Linked DNA regions of Mus musculus: regions 2, 3 and 4 are each linked to region 1. The links are chromatin contacts, called in public Micro-C and promoter capture Hi-C maps. All regions are on one chromosome and are shown on one strand. The core of a region is the stretch at or near the end of the contact, and the rest is flanking DNA. Distances in the headings are between cores, read along the strand shown.

Evidence for each region. Promoter capture Hi-C pulls out the DNA fragments that hold promoters and counts their contacts. Hi-C and Micro-C count contacts between places; a contact is called where the count stands out from the background. Capture Hi-C pulls out chosen DNA fragments and counts their contacts.
Region 2: a promoter capture Hi-C map of embryonic stem cells shows a contact between it and region 1, with 9 read pairs. The contact joins the promoter of Bmp1 here to the promoter of Ppp3cc in region 1. A contact is called at or near these places in 4 of 39 promoter capture datasets (cranial neural crest and embryonic stem cells), 8 of 484 Hi-C or Micro-C datasets (embryonic stem cells, liver, uterus and 1 more) and 1 of 115 datasets of contacts at active chromatin or transcription factors (memory CD8 T cells).
Region 3: a contact with region 1 is called in a Micro-C map of embryonic stem cells, with 6 times the contacts expected there. The contact joins the promoter of Egr3 here to the promoter of Ppp3cc in region 1. A contact is called at or near these places in 7 of 39 promoter capture datasets (cranial neural crest, embryonic stem cells, frontonasal cranial neural crest and 3 more), 21 of 484 Hi-C or Micro-C datasets (B cells, CD4 T cells, CD8 T cells and 7 more), 1 of 115 datasets of contacts at active chromatin or transcription factors (effector CD8 T cells) and 2 of 9 other capture datasets (adipose tissue and liver).
Region 4: a promoter capture Hi-C map of pancreatic islet shows a contact between it and region 1. The contact joins the promoter of Bin3 here to the promoter of Ppp3cc in region 1. A contact is called at or near these places in 6 of 39 promoter capture datasets (the C10 cell line, cranial neural crest, embryonic stem cells and 3 more), 1 of 484 Hi-C or Micro-C datasets (myocytes), 2 of 115 datasets of contacts at active chromatin or transcription factors (bone marrow-derived macrophages and effector CD8 T cells) and 2 of 9 other capture datasets (adipose tissue and pancreatic islet).

What each region holds. Positions count from the first base shown.
Region 1 is chr14:70,286,823-70,291,286 of GRCm38.p6, forward strand. It overlaps Ppp3cc (protein phosphatase 3, catalytic subunit, gamma isoform), which reads right to left and starts at 2,675. Exons shown (of 14, transcript NM_008915.3): 1 at 2,359-2,675. The coding sequence starts at 2,407.
Region 2 is chr14:70,517,945-70,522,408 of GRCm38.p6, forward strand. Bmp1 (bone morphogenetic protein 1) reads right to left here and starts at 2,316. Exons shown (of 20, transcript NM_009755.3): 1 at 1,925-2,316. The coding sequence starts at 2,093. It overlaps Sftpc (surfactant associated protein C), which reads right to left. Exons shown (of 6, transcript NM_011359.2): 3 at 4,210-4,332; 4 at 3,861-3,971; 5 at 3,373-3,528; 6 at 2,997-3,171. The coding sequence ends at 3,382.
Region 3 is chr14:70,075,537-70,080,000 of GRCm38.p6, forward strand. Egr3 (early growth response 3) reads left to right here and starts at 1,781. Exons shown (of 2, transcript NM_018781.4): 1 at 1,781-2,062; 2 at 3,360-4,464. The coding sequence starts at 1,909. The coding sequence ends at 4,369.
Region 4 is chr14:70,098,180-70,102,643 of GRCm38.p6, forward strand. Bin3 (bridging integrator 3) reads left to right here and starts at 1,914. Exons shown (of 9, transcript NM_021328.4): 1 at 1,914-2,017. The coding sequence starts at 2,010.

The DNA.
Region 1 (4,464 bases), core at 1,425-3,924:
CTCCACCTCTCCAGTCCTGAGACTGCTGGCATTTACCACCTTGCTTGGCCTCACACCCCACTTTGGTAAGAGACTTAAAACTATTTCAAACTCTGAGAAACCCAAGAAAAATGTTACACAGAATCCAACACTGCTGAAGTCAAGTGCTTATGCTAAAGTTTTTATATGTGAGATGACTTCACACATTGCAAGTATCTGGAATCCTTTTATGAATGTGATTTAGGCTTGGGGCTGGCGAGCAGCACTTGCTTCTGTTGTAGAGGACTCAGGCCCTGTTGCCAGCACCCACGTGACAGCTTACAACAGCCTGGAACTCCAGTTCCTGAGGATCCAAACTCCTCTTTTGGCCTCTGAGAGCTACAGGCATGTACATGGTGCACATATGTACATGCAGGCACGATACTCAAATACATAAAATAAATCTTATTTAAAAAGACAAAAAGGTGAGCTGTGGTGGCATGCACCTTTAATTCCAGCTCTCAGGAGGGAGAGGTAGCAGGAGCTCTGTGGGTTCAGCCTGATCTTTGAAGCTCCAGGGTATCCAGGACTATAGAGAGAGCGCCCCTCCCCCTCCCCGCCCTCCAAGCCTTAAAATGGGTGTGTACCACTGCAGAGTCTGCAGTGGGAAATAACCACGAATTTGCCTGGCTGGACACAGAATAAAACTCTGCTCAGTCACTCACACACAGAGCGACACTCGGTCCTTTCCTACACAGCATGTGTTAATATGTAATTCTGTTAAAGAACAAGTTGGTATCCAATCATACAGACTCTATAGATGGTTTTCCGCTCAGCTGTAAACACACCTGTACTTCAAGTGCCTTTCATTTCACTTCCGTTTTAAGTGTAAGACACGGTCATTTTACAATGTCCTTGATGCAATCTGGTGAAAATAAGCTGGTACAAAAGGAGATTAGACTCTGAGATTCTTGCCGGTCTGAGGAGAGCGCCGCTTAAGCCTCGCGCAGACCTCATTTATCCTGGCTTGACTCGGGGATTCAGGTTTAAGTGGTTCCCCTGTCTACTTCAGCTGAGAAATAGGCATATTTTGATAAGAGAAAAATATGGGAAGAAAAAGAAGGACGAAACACTACAATGGTAGAGTGGCGAGAAATCATTTTAACGTGGGAGGAACCCGCCAACACCCTTGCCCTTGCGCAGTTGGTTTGCATGGGCCCGTGCTACCCGGGACAGTTCAGAAGTTAATGTCCACCATGACCTTGCTTCACCAGGGAAGGTTGTAGAAGTGATTCCTGTGTATTAAGAGGCTCAGATCTTCCTCATGGCTTAAATGCTATAAAGCCTTCCACGAAGACCGTCATGGCACTCTAGCTGTTAAAGGACTAAGTCCATTCTATGAACAATTGACTTCAATCCCTAATGATTCCAAATTCTGAGGAAATAAGTCTCAAAAGTACTGTCTGCCAAGGCAGATAACTAACATTTATGACACCAATACTATCCTTCTCTCTCTGAGCACTCAATAGGCTCCCCCTTATTTAAAAAAAAAATTATCATTACTAATCTTAGTTTCCTGTCTCCTAATATCAAAATGAAACGGGGAAATAATTTTTAGTTTTTTCCCACTATGGTGAAAACCACCTCACTCAGAAATAACTGGTCTAAGCATAGCACCTTCTTAGAAAACAGTGCTTTCAAACCAACTATTATTATGGAGGGGTCTTAGAAGTCGGACAATAGAAGCATGTGAATCAGTGGTTATGTTAGACAGGTCCTTTTGGGTAAAGGGCAGAAACTATATCATAAACTCAGAAGATTTAGAAACACTTTCGTGTTTCCTTAGAATAACTGAATATCAGATATAATGAGAGACATCTGGGAGATTATTATTCACCAAGTCCTTATAGCCAAAACTTGTAAGCCCTTTTAAGAAGACTGTGTCACTATCATCTTGTTTCTTTTAATAAAAGCAATGACTTGGGATATGTAGAGAAAGTGAGCCAAACGTGCACAGTATACCCACCACACCCCTCAAAAATAATTTTTTAAAGGGTTTGGTAAGGAGCTGTCAAAAAAGAGCTGAGCCTAAGGAAAGGCATGACTTGGGTGAGTCAAGAGAACTCCCTGCTCACACAACCCAGACGGTGTCCCCAGATGAAAGACCAAAAAGTGGGGAATCAGGAGAAACCGCCTGGATGCTTCGGGAGTGGATGGCGGGCGCGGTCGCTCTATCCACCTCCCGCTAGGTACCCGTCCAGCAGTCACCGGGGACGCCGGCGGACAGCAGCCCGGTCCTCCCCGCGCCCTGCAGCGCCTCCCGCCGCTGCCTCCATCCCCGCTCCTCGAGTCCCCGAGCCGTCGCCCGGCGAGGGCCGTTCCCCGCGGCGCGCTCGGCACCTTTGATGACGCGCTCGGTCGTGGAGAACTGAGGGCGCCTCACGGACATGGTCTCCTCCCGGCTCCGGCGGCCCGCTGGACGCAAGCCGCCGCCTTCCTCCTAGGCGGGCTGCGCTCGGCGAGCGGGCAGCCACCGTGCCGGGCCCCGGAATACGGGGCGTCCTCGGACGGCGGCGGCCGCAGCGCCGCTCCCTCCCTGCGGCGGCGCCCGCGGCTCGGCGGGGACGACCGCGTCGAGAGCTACGGCGACCGCGGCTGAGGGACACAACTAGGGAGACCGCGGCTGCGCGCGGCTGGGGCCCCGCGTGCGCGCCTCCGCGCTCACAACTTCCCGGCGGCCTCGAGGGCCGCAGCCGCGCTCTGCGCACGCGCGGATCTCGGGTCTCAGCTCCGGATTCACTGCTGACCGCCGTCCGCCTCGCGTGGGGCAGATGCTCTGGACGCCCAACCCTGACCTGTAGCTTCTCAAACCAGCCGCTGGGACCTCGGAAGCAGCTGCGACCTTGGGACCAGGCAGGTGTCCTGATTCTTGGTGGCTGCCACTGAGTCTGTGTCCCTCTCATCAGAGAGAGCCCCTATCTCATGAACGCTCTCTCCGTTATCACTGGGGTCCTCCACCCACTTTGTCTCCATAAGAAATTAACCATTCTACCCTGTTTCTCAGGTTACCCTCTCCCATTCACCAACCCCCAAACTTTGAAACCCCTGTCAACTTCATGTTTGTTGCATACAGCTTGTATCTAGCAGCCTAAGTACCTCCGTGGCCATCCTACTCCAGTTCAGCTCCTGGGAGAACCCCGTTTCTGAGAAGCGGTGTCTCCCTTTCTATATACATGAGACAGCAGTCACTCACTGTCTTCTGGGACGCTAGCCCAGGCTTCCTTGAGAAAGGGAATTGACTTCTAACCGATTTCCCCTTATATTGTCACCTGCCTACTTGGACGCATCTATTCCACTGTGGAATAGTGACACACAGTGACACCGCACCTGCCTCCCTACCGTGTGTGAGTGTGTGTGCGCGTGTCATGTATGTGTGGTGTGGAGTAGGTGTGTGTGCATGCATGAAGTGTTTGTATTTGTGTGTGCTGGTGAGCTGGCCCATACGAGCACATATGGAGGCCAGAGGTCGAGGCCATCCTCTAGTGCTCCTACCTTAAATTTAATAGACAGGGTCCCATTAAACTTGAAGCTGACATGCCTGCTAGACTGGAAGGCCAGCAAATTCTCTCACCTGTCCCTCTGCCTGTCCCCTTTCCCCCATAGCACTGAAGTTACAAACGCTGAGGTTGTACCCAGGTTCTATTTGAATGCAGGGACTCAAACAGAACCCCATGCTTGTGTTTCACTGAGCCATTTTCCTCATCCCCTCCTCATATGTTTTTTATTTTGTTTTATTTTTGCAGTGATGGGGACTTGCAATCCCATAGTCAAGTTTCACAATCTGGCTTATTTTTAGGTTAAAAATTGGTCATTATTGCTCCTTAATTAGAAGCCTCTTTCTCACTGAGGACAGGACTTGGCCAGGCAAAAAGTACTTTGCTTTTTTTTTTTATTTTAGCAATGATAATGAAATATTGAAACTTAAATCCAAGGAAACGTACAATTTATAGGCCAACCAGTCTTCATAGTTACTACAATGGCCAATAAGTAACCATATGTGGCATTGTAAATTAAATTTTAGTAGTTCAGTTTCCTCTTGTGTCTTAGCCAAACTTCAAGTGCTGGCTGCATTATTGGCTGTGATAAGACATTTTCATCATTGTAGAAAGGGTTGGCTTGGCTTGGCTTGGGGATTTTGTTTGTTTTGTCTTTAGAAACAGGTCTTATGCCATTCAAGCTAACCTGGAACTCATAGCCAAGAGTGACGGTGAGCTACTGATCCTCCTGCCGACACCTCCCAAATGATGGGATTATTGGTATTTACCACCTTGCCAGGCAGTGCAGGAAGTACTGTGGGATAATTAAGAGACTATAGGGTCAAGACTAAGTCTCCCCTAATATAGATTTGTGTACAGAAAGGAGGTCTAGCATATGGACTAGAATCAGACCCTCCCTTGTCTCCTGTTGTCTTGACCTAATCTTTCACGGTAAGGCACACTTGAGGCA
Region 2 (4,464 bases), core at 1,066-3,565, 230 kb after region 1:
TTCTTTGAGGCTGTGCTCCTGTCCTGGTGCCTCCACAAAAAATCTCCACTCTACAAACCTTCCCACACACCTTCAAACCACTTTGCTCTGCCCTCCCCATCACCAGGAACGAAGAGATGATGAGGGACCCTAATCTTCCTGAATTATGCTGTGTAACATTAGTGTGCTCTTGGACACTTGCTTAGAACGTGATCTCTTTAAGGACCGAGATCTGTCTGGCAACTCTCTGCACCTCCCACAACATCAAACCCAGCCCTGAGACATATCAAGAAACGAACATCACTGAATGGATATGAGACACCGTACAGGGTCAGAGAGATGTTAGCTTTTTCTAAAATCCAAATCCACACCCTCTCAAAGACATTGATCAAGAGCTGGAGGCACAGAGCACAGGAAATGAACATTTATATAGTGTCTGCTGTGTGTTAATAATAAGTGAATTATATATGTTCTCAGATTTAGCCCTTACCCACCAGCTAGTTCTCTAATGAGGAACTTAAGTTCAGAGACTGTGCTCAGCCTTCCTGGTGGCTAATGAGTCCTTCAGATTTCATGCCTTGCTCATTCTTCCTCCTGCCCTCCTACCACGCACGATGTGATGGAGACTTTTACTGTCCTGGTTTGCCTACAGCATACCAGGCATGGAAGAGGAAAGACTGAAGGGTTTGGTTTGTCCTGTCCTGTAAAATGGTCCCTATCCTACCTAAGGGTGGATGGAGCAAGGAGAGTCCCTGATTAGGTCCTCTGTGCTCAAGATTGTAGCTGCCTGTCCCAAAACTTTGTGTCCATTTCTTGTGTCCCAATCCCTGGCTCTAGCTCTTCGCAGACAGGCTGAAGTCAGAAGCGGGAAGTCGAGGAAAAGTTGTGATAACTTGTCCCCAGTGTATTCCAGACAGCCTGCTTGGGAACATCAATTAGGCCAATGGCCTGAGTGTGTCTGGTCATCTGGTCACTCCAAGGGAATCACAGCAGGAGAGTCCTCATGAACAAAGATCACACACACACACACACACACACACACACACACACACACACACACACACACTAGAAGCCCTGACTTGACTAATTAGCCTCAGGTGTCTGTAGGGCGAGAGAGCTGATGTAGAATATCTGAGACCTCTTTGTGAGACTCATTTGCTAACCTAACTGAGCTCTGGCAAAGCTCTCCTGGCACACAAAGGCACAGGTAAGTCCCCCTGTGCCCCCCAAGCCCCCACCCCTGCCGCCAATTTCTCTGACTTTGACAGCTGTCTCTTGAGTGTTCAGAGAGCTCCTGCTGCTGGCTAGATTCATAGGATTGCCTATGAAGAAGTATTCCATAGAACCTCCTGAAAAACTTTCTCCTTCCACTGGGCTGAGAAGCCGGGAAAATCTATCCCTTTGGAGCTGCAGGCCTTCTTTCTGGGCATCAAACCAGACAGATGTGCTGTGCGGCACTATGGCAAACAGACAAGCAGGCAAACACCAGTATTCCACAAAGCAGGAGGGATAGGGGAGAAGGGACACGGACGGACGGACGGACGGACACACACACACACACACACACACACACACACACACACACAGTTTGGCCAGTAAAGTTTCCCGGTGGAGAAAAAGCCTCCTTGCCAGCGGGATTCGCTGGGACCGAGGGAGGTTTCCCCAGGATTCCTCTGTGAAGGCGAACGGCAGCCGCAGCAGTTTCCACAAACAGCAGCAAAACTTCAGTCCTAAAAGTCCCCCAAACTTCCCCCTCCCTTTCTCCCTCGGTCTTTTGTTCCCCCACTGCATTGCCAACCAAGCAGCTCCCAGCTTCCCACACTGGACTGTCCTCCCCCAACCCCAACTACAACCCCAACCCCAACCCCTGCCCGGCCGGGAGCCTCGATCCCAGCCTGCCCACGCCCGGCTTCCGTGCGCCCTGGGGGAGCCGGGGGTCGCTCACCCGCCTTGCAAGGGTCTTTGTAGTTGAGGAGCTCCGGGGCGTCCTCCTCGCCCAGGTCGTAGGTGTAGTCGGCCAAGTCCAGCGGCCGGCCGGCGCGCGGGAGCAGCAGCAGCAGCAGTAGCAGCGGCAGCGACAGCAGCGGCAGCGGCGGGCGGGCCACGCCGGGCATGCTGGCGGGCGGCGGTGGCGGTGGCGGTCGCGCCCGGACGCGGGAGCGGGGCGACGGGGAAGGGAGCGCTGAAGGCGAAGGGGAGGCGCTCTCCCCCCGAGGCCACCTCTTCCCGTCCCGTTTCCTGTCTCCCGCCCCCCGCTCGGCCCGGCTCTCTCCGGCCCTGGGCTCCGGCGTCCCCTCGCCCTCCTCTCGGTCGCTCCCTTTCTTTTCTCGCCGCCCTCCCACTCCCCACCCCACCCCCCCTTTTAGGGAAATGAGCTCGCTGGAGGGCGGGTTTTCGCCCAGCTCAGCCCCCCTCGGGGCCGGGACCGTGCTCGGCCGGGCCGGGAAGCACGCCAGCCGGGCGGGGAGGACGAGAGTAGCACCGCCCGCCCCGGAGGGGAATCCGCTGCCTGGGACTGGGGCAGGGGCCGGGGAGGGGGCGCGGGCCAGGGATGCCCGGAGGCACCGCTCCGCGAGGGGCCCCCTACAGGCCGCTGTCCTGTACCAGGCGGAGTGCCTCCGGGCACGGGACACGCTGTCAGGTCCGTTCCTTCCTCTTAGACACTGGATCAGCGATCGATCGTTCTCTCCCAGAGACTCCAGAGTCTGTCTGTCTTAGATCTCGGCTCTCTCGCTTCTCACTGTCTCTCTGTCTAGCTGTCTCCCTGCCTGTCTCTGTCGCTGTCCTTCCTTGTGGACACACCGCTGGAGGGCGCCTAACACCCGTGTATGGCACCCAGGTCCCGTCCTCTGTCCCTGCCTTTTGCTCTGTTCCCCATTACCTGGGGTAGGACCAAACCTCCATCACTCTTAGAAAGGACGTGGCAAAGCGCCCCAACTCTCCAAACCCTCTCCTTCCTAGGACGGCTTCTGCTAGAAGCCGAGCTGAGAAAATGTGAAAGAAAAGAAGCGCCACTCTTTGTTTTCCAATCAGGCTGCTTTATTCTTTTGTGATAGGATCCCCCTGGCCCGTAGGAGAGACACCTTTCCTTTACAGACTTCCACCGGTTTCTGGGCAGGAGCAGCTTCCTGCTTGTCTGACAAAGACCCTTTGCGGAGGGTCTTTCCTGTCCCGCTGCGGTTTCTACCGACCCTGTGAAGCAAAGAACTAATGCTTATGGGGACTGAAGAAGCCACCCGCTTGGGTCCAGTGTGGGATGTGTCTGGGAACCCTCCATCCTCCGAGCTCCCGAGACCACTGACTTTAAGAGATACCTAGTAGGTCCCCTGACAAAGCAGGCAGCCCAAGCCCTGCCAGTGTTGCCCAGGCACCCTGAAAGGTACTGTTGCTCACCTGTGGATGCTAGATATAGTAGAGTGGTAGCTCTCCACACAGGGTGCTCACAGCAAGGCCTAGGAAAGCCAGGTCTCTCCCGGAAGAATCGGACTCGGAACCAGTATCATGCCCTTCCTCCTGGCCCAGCTTAGAGGTGGGTGTGGAGGGCTTGGCCTGGAAAGAACACCTACTTTCAATGTCACCTGCTTTATTTAGTGTGGGACACTAAGTTGGTAATTCTCGAGGATCAGTTTCCTCACAAATTCAGAGAGGGACTGGGTTGGATGTAGAAGCCCATAGGTCATGTCTAAGCTCAGCCAAGGCCAACAACTTAGCAGGGCCACCTGAGAGCTGGTAGGGATGGCAGGACACAGGTCCATGGAGAGAGGAGAACATGTCTGATCCAGAAACATCAATACTACACAGGGTACGCTAGTCATCCTTTCACATGTCCCTCTACTCAACCCTCAGAGGGAGACTGCTCCCTCCCTCCCTAACATACCCACCTGGAAGTTCTGGAGTTTTCTAGCGAAAGCCTCAAGACTAGGGATGCTCTCTGGAGCCATCTTCATGATGTAGCAGTAGGTTCCTGGAGCTGGCTTATAGGCCGTCAGGAGCTAGGTATAAAACCCTGGAGGTCATTCACAAGGTCCCCTTGCCTTGCTTCCTCCCCAACCCTAGTTCTCAGCCAACCAACTTCCTTTAGATTGTCTTCAGAGGGTGGAGGGGCGCACTTGCGTCAGTGGTTCGAGCATCTGAGGTGAGGTAGCCAGGCACAGAATGGGGAGAGACCTCTAGAAATGCTACAACTGGCTAGTTCCAATAAAGTCCCGGTGGTCCCTCCGGCATCCTCACCCGCTGGTAGTCATACACAACGATGCCAGTGGAGCCGATGGAAAAGGTAGCGATGGTGTCTGCTCGCTCACTCGGGGCTAGGCGTTTCTGAGTTTCCGGTGCTCCGATGCTCATCTCAAGGACCTAGGGGAAGGGTGTTGGAATGCTGCCTGGTATTTCTCTTTCTTCCCTCAGCCTTTCGGTACCCATATCTACTCAGAATCCTCTATTCAAACGCTTTCCTGAGATCTCAGGAAGGCTAAACGTAAGAGGTGT
Region 3 (4,464 bases), core at 531-3,030, 210 kb before region 1:
TCCCACTCCCCCTGAGAGATGCAAGTTCCCCCAACCCCGACTCTCCAGCGGGGGCCGCGGGATTCACCGCGCCCACGCGGCCACTGAGGAGGGAATCCTCCCCCGCCAACCCGGTGTGATTCGGGGTCGCGCCTCCGTGCTCCCTCCCTCTCCTCCCCCTCGCTCTCAGCCAGGCTGCGCGCTTCAGGAGCAGGCCTCGGGGAACACATCACCCACCCCCGGGATCCGCTGTCGAGGTGACAGCACCCTGGGTCGGCACAGGGGGCCGCCCTTGACTGCAAGGCACCCTCAGGCAGCAATGAGGACAACCCTGCGGGAGACAGAGAGTAGAGACTGGAGGAGACCGCCTTGGTGGCTTAGAATCTGTGGGTTTCACATCTTCCCGCAGTAACTCAGCCGCAAGCCCTTCGCCGGCTGCAGTAGATAGCGACTGTGCCCCGGCCTGCTGGGCCCTCCTGCCATCCTGTGGCCAAAGGGGTTTGCTTTAGAACCGTTAGGGAATTTATCTGGGAATTATTTGGTGCACGTGTTTTCTATCCCCTAAACTTCACTCTTTCCTAATCTCCACAACAACAACAACAACAACAAAACCCTCATACCCTCGCCCCTAAAAGTTCTTGCCCACTGCGCAACTAGCTAATCCGCTACACATTCCCGGGCCACTGCGCTCAACTGAGAGTCAGCGCGGGGTCAGGAACCCCAAGGGAGGGGCCGGGGCTGCGGGCGGTGAATCAGAATGATGTCCGCACGAAAGTTCTAAGTGTCCAAGAATAAGAAGCCTTAGGACATTAGAACCCCTTCCCCAAAGGAAAATACTTCATCTCTCCATCTGAATCCAGTCAAGGATAAGAAGGAAAGACAGAAGTTGTGTGGGGGAGCCTGGCTTGAAGCGGTCACCTCTCCCATTCCTAGACTGCTAAGGAACCTGTGTCCTGGTGTACTGAACTCTTTCTAAATGCTGGGAGTGCTGGAGACCAATTGCAAACAACTCCACTCCTCCAACGACTAAATTCTGTCTCTAATGCTGTCCTCAAATAAAAACCTACATGTTTAGTTACAGGGTTTTTCAACTGTGCACTGCGCATCGCGCGCTTTGCATTCGGCTTCGTCCCTCTTTCTTTTTTCTCTTCTCGCTTTCCTTCTTTCTAATCTAATTGACTTTTTTTTTTTTTTTTTTTTTTTTTTTAAAGAACGGAGAGCGGTGCGGGCGCTGCACGTTGGCTGCGGCCCGCTTCCTGCTTTCTAATGTTCCATTGTGAGGAGCTTCCATTGTGACGTCGCGCCCCTTCGGCTGGGCTTTGTCTGTCCATATATGGGCAGCTACGTCACGGAGCTTTCCCGGGGCTCAGATAAATAGACTGGTGGAGTTCCCTGGCTGGGAGCTTTTGGGCAGCAGTGAGCTAGCTAGGAAGCGGCGGGGCTGGTTGGTGGTGATAGCAGCGGCGGCGGCAGCAGCAGCAGAGGAGGTGGCGGCGGCAGCGGCGGCGGCGGCTGTGGCAGATCGGGGGGCGGGGGGGGTCGGCGGGCTCGTGTCTGTGAGATCAATACTGAAGCCGCGTCTGACCCCCTGGAGCCTAGATCACCCCCCCAGCCCAGCCCCCATCCCACTCCTCGCACACGCCCCACCCCACCCCCACGACCCAGCGTCGCACCGCACCAGCCGAGGCACCCGAGAGGATTACCCTCTTTGCCCCTCTCCCATCCACCCCTCCAAAAAAGAATAGATCCCCTCCCCTGACCCACCCCTTCCCCTTTTCACTCCCCCCTCCCTCCGAACTTTCCCTCTCGCATGCTTTTCCCCTGCACCACGGATCGCCTCTCGGATGCCGCTCGCCTGGAAGCTGCGTTAGGAACAGGCGGCGGCGGCGGTGGCGGCGGCGGCGGTGGCGGCGGTAGCTCGGGAGTGCTATGACCGGCAAACTCGCCGAGAAGCTGCCGGTGACCATGAGCAGTTTGCTAAATCAATTGCCTGACAATCTGTACCCCGAGGAGATCCCCAGCGCGCTCAACCTCTTCTCCGGCAGCAGCGACTCGGTAGCCCATTACAATCAGATGGCTACAGGTAAGGGTGGCGGTGAGGCGGCGAGGCAGCGAGGAAGGAAAGGGGGAGGACGAGGAGGAGGGAGCGAGCTAGCGATGGATGCACATATCGATGGATGCAGAAATGGATGGATGGAGAGACGGATGGAAAGATGGGGGGCGCGCTGGGAATTTTCTGGGGGGCGAGTTGCTTTTCCCACCCACTCCTCCCGCCCTCCGAGATCGGGAAGGCTTGGTTGGAGACGCCACGGTTGAGGCTTCGGTTCTCCCGGGTGGGGGCAGCCGCCGACTGGAGGGAGGTAGGTGCGAGCAGCTCTGGGGTTCTCCCTCCCCACGCAGGGGGCCCGATCGCTGGGCTGCGTGCAAGGCGTGGTGCTGTAGCCCCCTTTCTCGGGAGGAGCCCAGCGTCTTTTTCACCCGCGCTCTCCCCCCTCCTTACTCCCTCAGCCTCCCACCCGGGATGGAGCCATGTGCGGCGTGGAGTCCCCACGGTGGGAGAGGTACTGCGACGCTGCCTTTCCGGGGCGTTCAGCAAAGCCATTGGGGGTGTGGGGACGGTGGGGAGAGGGAGGGGGCTCACCCACGGGGCGGGGGAAAGGGTTTGCCACCGGGGGCGATCCTGGGACCCGGGAGCTTGGGAACGGCGGCCGCTCCCGCCGTGGAGACATGGGCTGGTTTTCCGCCGCTCTCCACTCTCCTTAGCTGGGTTTAGGCTTTTCCCCTCCAGCCCGAGCAGAAAGCTCCTTCAGGCCGGGAGGAGACTGGGGCCGGGAGAGGCTCCCTTTACGGGCGGCACCCTTCTGCGCTCCGAGGACAAAAGCGTCGAAGCTCTTTGGGTCGGCCACCCGGGCTCAGCGCGCGTAGGGGGACCTCGCTTGGGGCATGAAGGCGCGGCGTCTTGGAGTAGACAGGGCCGGGGGAAGAGGCCGAGTTGTGTGTGCTGGAGAGCGAGAGCCGGGCGCGCTCCGGGTCTGAAACTACCTGTAGCTGCAGCTACCTGTCCGCCCCACCTCGGGAAGAACAACAATGCTCTCTTGCGCGCGTGCGTGTCTGTGTGTGGTACGTGAGTGTGTGCGCGGCGTGTGCGGTGTGTGTGCCGGAGCCACTCCACACCCCGATCCGTAGTATTTTGCTGTATCCAGGTTGCGCCGGGGAGCGCGGCACCGCCCGCTTTGCGCCGGGCTCGGCGTTCCTCTTACCCCACGCGCTGCGCACTCCAGCCGGCCGCACCCTCTACTCCTGGGCAAGGACCTGGGCGCCGCGGCCGGGAGCCGGCTCGGCTTCACTCACCCCTCCCCTCTCTCCCCCGCTCTCCGCAGAGAATGTGATGGACATCGGTCTGACCAACGAGAAGCCCAATCCGGAACTCTCTTATTCGAGCTCTTTCCAGCCAGCCCCCGGCAACAAGACCGTGACCTACTTGGGAAAGTTCGCTTTCGACTCTCCTTCCAACTGGTGCCAGGACAACATCATTAGCCTCATGAGTGCCGGCATCTTGGGGGTGCCCCCGGCCTCAGGGGCGCTCAGTACGCAGACGTCCACGGCTAGCATGGTGCAGCCTCCTCAGGGAGACGTGGAGGCCATGTATCCGGCGCTGCCTCCTTATTCCAACTGCGGCGATCTCTACTCGGAGCCCGTGTCTTTCCACGACCCCCAGGGAAACCCTGGGCTCGCCTATTCCCCCCAGGATTACCAATCGGCCAAGCCGGCCTTGGACAGCAATCTTTTCCCCATGATTCCTGACTACAACCTGTACCACCATCCCAACGACATGGGCTCCATTCCGGAACATAAGCCCTTCCAGGGCATGGACCCCATCCGGGTCAACCCACCCCCTATTACCCCACTGGAGACCATCAAGGCCTTCAAAGACAAGCAGATCCACCCGGGATTCGGCAGCCTGCCCCAACCGCCGCTCACTCTCAAGCCCATCCGGCCCCGCAAGTACCCCAATCGGCCTAGCAAGACCCCGCTCCACGAGCGGCCCCACGCGTGTCCCGCGGAAGGCTGTGACCGCCGTTTCAGCCGCTCAGACGAGCTGACCCGGCACCTGCGCATCCACACGGGCCACAAGCCCTTCCAGTGTCGGATCTGCATGCGCAGCTTCAGCCGCAGCGACCACCTCACCACTCACATCCGCACGCACACCGGGGAGAAGCCCTTTGCCTGTGAGTTCTGTGGGCGCAAGTTTGCGCGCAGCGACGAGCGCAAGCGCCACGCCAAGATCCACCTCAAGCAAAAGGAGAAGAAGTCGGAGAAAGGGGGTGCGCCCTCTGCATCCTCGGCGCCCACCGTGTCCCTGGCCCCTGTGGTCACCACCTGCGCCTGAGGATCCGGCACCCAGATCCCTTCTTTTCCCTTCCAGTGCCTCCTGGCTGGTCGCCTGAAAGCAGAGGGGAAAGCCAGTCACTGAGGCGCAGGGGC
Region 4 (4,464 bases), core at 664-3,163, 190 kb before region 1:
CTCCCTGAAGATTCAGATTTAGCTTCACCCTCAGACATCAACAATTGCTCAGACCTGCTCGTTTCTCTGGGCTTGCCTCTCTGTTCCAAGGTCTTTCTTCTCTGTCCCATTTCCCAAGAGCCTCTAGATCAGTGGTTCTCAAGCTATGATGGGTCATGACCCGTTTACAGGTCCTGCACATCAGACATTCACATTACAATTCATAACAGTAGCAAAATTACAGTTTTGAAATAGCAACAAAGATAATTTTATGGTTGGGGGTCACCAAAACGTGAGGAACTATATTAAAGGGTTGAAGCTCTAGGGAGGTTGAGAACTAATATAACAGTGCACTTGGAAATTGACTGAGAGGGGATTCATCAGCAGTATTATCCATCCCCACTTCTGATAGATGAGGAGTCAAGGCCCAGAGAAGGGACATGATTTTTGTGAAATTGATCATGCTGCCAAAGATGGGACTAGAGCCCTGAGTTCTTCCCTTGGTCCAGATCTCATCCATTCTTGTCCTGCAAAATGTGTCAGCTACTCCAACCAACAGCCCCCAAACAGACTTCTCTCGATATACACAGTCCTAGGCTAGAACTTTTGAAAATATTGCTCACCACAGACGATGTCTGAGGGAGGCTGAGTATGGGGCAGGGGGAAATGGGGCAGAGCCATCCACAAGTGCTGGAACACCAAGAGACTCACAATCACACAGTGTTTCCATTCATCTCACCCCATACAAAGCTGCAAGACTCTCCCAACCCATGCTCTCTGCCTCAGCTGTTTGTCAAGGATTCTGGGTCTTCTATTCTCTTCAAGACCACTCCTTTGCTCCTGCTTACTTATTTCCTGAAGAAATAGCATGGTGATGGTCTGTGACATGTCTTGAGGGAGCCACCTCCTATTGGAAAGCCTTTTTAAAACTAAAAGCCATCCCTTGTTCCTCCTCCTCTGAGCCCCTGGGCCCTGGGAATTTGGGACACGTTGTATATACCTCTGCTCTAGGTCATAGGGACTTAGCTGCTCCCCTGGCTGTGCCTACAACCCTCCAGGTACATTTGAAGAAAGCGAAGTCCTAGAGAGGTCAGGAGAGAGGATTGGAACGGTTCTCTCTGCTTGAGTTTCTGGCTTCTAAAGCAGGAACTTGGGCAGAGAAACTCGGTTCAGCGTATAACTCTAGGTAGTTTGTGGTACACTGGGGCTCTGAATTCTGAGGCCCAATGCAAGCTGTTTGCTTAGATCTTATTCTTCTAAAACCCCATGCACAGCTCCAGGGGCCCCTAACAGCCTGTCCAGCAACTTGTTAGGATTTTTCCTAACATTGCCGAGGCCTTCTACTCCTGTTGTTGTTGTTTTGTTTGCTAGGCTTTGGTGTATTGTTTTCTCTTAAGACTGGATTGATTGTGAAGCCCAGATGGGCCATGTTGTCAACATTAGCCTCGAACTCATGACCTCTCCCTGCCTCAACCTCCAGAATTCGGGGATTGCAGATACCTGTCTGTCATCACACCGGGCTTTCTGAATCTTCCCTCATTGAATAGCTTCACAGACTAGTCCACCCTGAAAAGCACTTAACTCTGTTTCCATTCGAACCCCGAACCTTCTTGAAGAGGGGGGAGGGGACCCAGGTGATGTAGGTGAGACATGCAACATTTTCAATACGAAAGTGTGTAGAGCAAAGCGCAAGCTTCCCGTCTACTGTGTCTCCTCTAGCTCCTTCCCCTGTCGCCGCTTGTGTCTCCGAGTTAGAAACCCCATATCAGACAGAAACTGCAGCCCGTGATGGGTTCTACGCACAGAGCCTTAAAAGCAGGGCCGGAGCGCAACCACGTCCCGCAAAGAAAGTCCGCCTCAAACAACAAGAGAACAAAGTGTTAACGCGTGGGCCCGCCTCCCTCCCGCCTCTTCCGGGCATAAGGGGGCGTGTCCCTCATCACTTCCTGGAGACTGGCCGAATCCGGAAGTGATCCTCGAGAACCTACTTTTCTACCGAGGACCCCGGCAGTCGGCGTGGGTTTAGGACCATGAGCTGGTGAGTGAGGCCGGGTGGCGTCGGCTGGAGCCAGGGCGGCCCGACAGCCCTGCTCCTAAGCGGTTCCGGGAGCCTCCTCGGTGCTCTCCCGGAGGCTCCATCTCTCGGCCAGACTCCCGAGGAGGATCCCTTAGCCTTGGACCCGCGTCTGATCCCTGTTGCCTGCCCTTTCTCCCATCGCATTTCCTTTCACCTCCTTGGCGTGAGGAGTCCCTCTTCCCTCTTCTCTCAGCTATCCATTGAGGTGGAGTCAGTGTCCTCCTTCGCTCCCGTGGGCATCTCTACACCGCGCTTATCTGCTCCGGAGCTGTGTTGCTCATTGAGGCAGACTAGGCACAGTTCTGTGACCAAAATCCAGCTGCTTTCAGACAACTGGAATAACATCACCTAACAGTGCCTCAAAAGACGAAATTCTTTTTAAAAATGTAAAAGTTGATTCTCACATGGGAAGGATCAGAATTGCACCACACACACACACACACACACACACACACACACACACATTTAATGTGTGATTGGACTGTTTGAATCTTTCCAGGGCTGTGACCCCACTGCCCTCTCTCTAAGATAGACATAGCTTAAACTTTATGGGGATCGTCAAACCAAGGAGCCATAGAGCTGGAATGTCACAGCTGCAGATGGGGGTGGGGGGAGCTCACGGTGGATACTTCCTGTTTGTGATTAGCCTAATGTGGAAGGTCCTCTTTCCCCAAAAGCTGGTCCTTAATTGTTGCTCTGGGGTTTTTGTTTTTGTTTTTACGTGCAGATGAAAAGTCATAAATTTTCTGTCTTCCTAGGGCTTCTTTAAAGGCTGTCAATGTCTTTACCATTAGGCCCAAGAGCCTGTGTGTCCATGGTCCCCACTCAAACTCCTAACTGTTTACAATGCATTTGTATGAATAAATTGGCCTCCAAGGAAGTATGAGATTAATCAGCCCTCTTTAGATCCCAAGGTGCATTAATGTAGGGGGCTGGACTTGCTCAGAGCCCAGTCTGTTATGCAAAATAAGTGCATGATAATCAGCTATGAATGAATGAAATTAGCTAGACACCCTCTGAGAAGGCTTTCACACTTGACCACCAGTGGAGACCAAGCTTTCGCCACAAGCAGCTAATGTCAGTCAATGTCAAGGATAGCTTTCTAATGTACAGTGTAAACCACTTCTGCCCCTTCCTCCACCTGCTTCTCAGACTGAGGTTAATTGGTGGACAAATGTCAGACAGCTGGAGAAGCAGGGAACAGAACACACACACACACACACACACACACACACCCGCGAAGCTCTAATAAGCCTCAGCAGGAGATACTCATTTCCCCTCAACCTCTTCCTCCAAGAGGCCCACAGAAAGCTGGAACCCCTAAAAGCTAACTTCCCCATCTTGTTACAGCTTAGCTAGTGACAGGTCAAGGGGCACTTCCTCAGTTCCCTTTGCTAAAGGGAAATCTCCTGAAGCAGAGTCGTTTCTTTTAAGCATCAGTCTGTGTACCTCCAGCTTCATGATGCTAGAAGTCATCTTGGTTTATGCACCTTGAATCTTTGAATCTCTCTTGCCTAATTTTTAAAAATAAAAAAGAAAGTATAGGTGCTTTCCGTTTAGACTGACATTTCTATTTTAAAAAAAAAAAATAGAATAAGTGGAACAGAGGCCACTAGAGGTGTTGGTTCTCTGAATGGGCTCCTCCTCCTCTTCCTCCTCCTCTTCTTCCTTCTCCTCCTCTTCCTCCTCCTTTTCTTGAAAACTAGCATTTTTTTTTCCAAACCATTTTCCAACAAAGCCCATCAGGTTGGAGAGACTTGGAATTGGCAGCCACTAACAGGGCTGAGGTTGTCATGAACTACTTGGCCAGTACAAGCACATCTTAGTGCCTCTTTGGACGGAGGGTCACAACCAAAAGCATGGCTTTGTCCCTGAAGGAAGAGATCCATTTCTCTTCCTGCTTCGAGGGCTTCTACGTCATCTCTTGCGTGGACCCTGACCCTCTCTCCCAGAGAGGGGACCAACGCCCGTGCCTGGGCACACAATCGCACTCAGTTCCTAGCTCAATGGCTGGCAGGGGAACGAGAGTTGGGTCCTTCTGACTCACTCGCAGCGTGGTTTTTCTGCTCCCAGAATGAATCCATCCATTCATCTGAGATTGGAATTTTCACTAGGGGAAGAGACCAGAGTGACGTAGAGCCATCATGGGAGGCTGATGCCCAAGGTCAAGTTCACCAAGTACATGGACTAGGCCAAGCCTAGTTAAATAAGGCCTGAGGCTGCTGTGGTCCGTGGTGCCCAAAGGGTATCCATTGTTCTGGACTAGGCTGTCCTTTCAAAATGTCACAGTGAGAAATGTCCAATATTGATGCCCTTTGCACACTGTGGACTTTGCAGGAAGAGTAAGAGGTCTTTGTTTGTTTCTTTCACTGTGCAGGCAGCCTGCATAACCCCTGTTTATTTAGTGA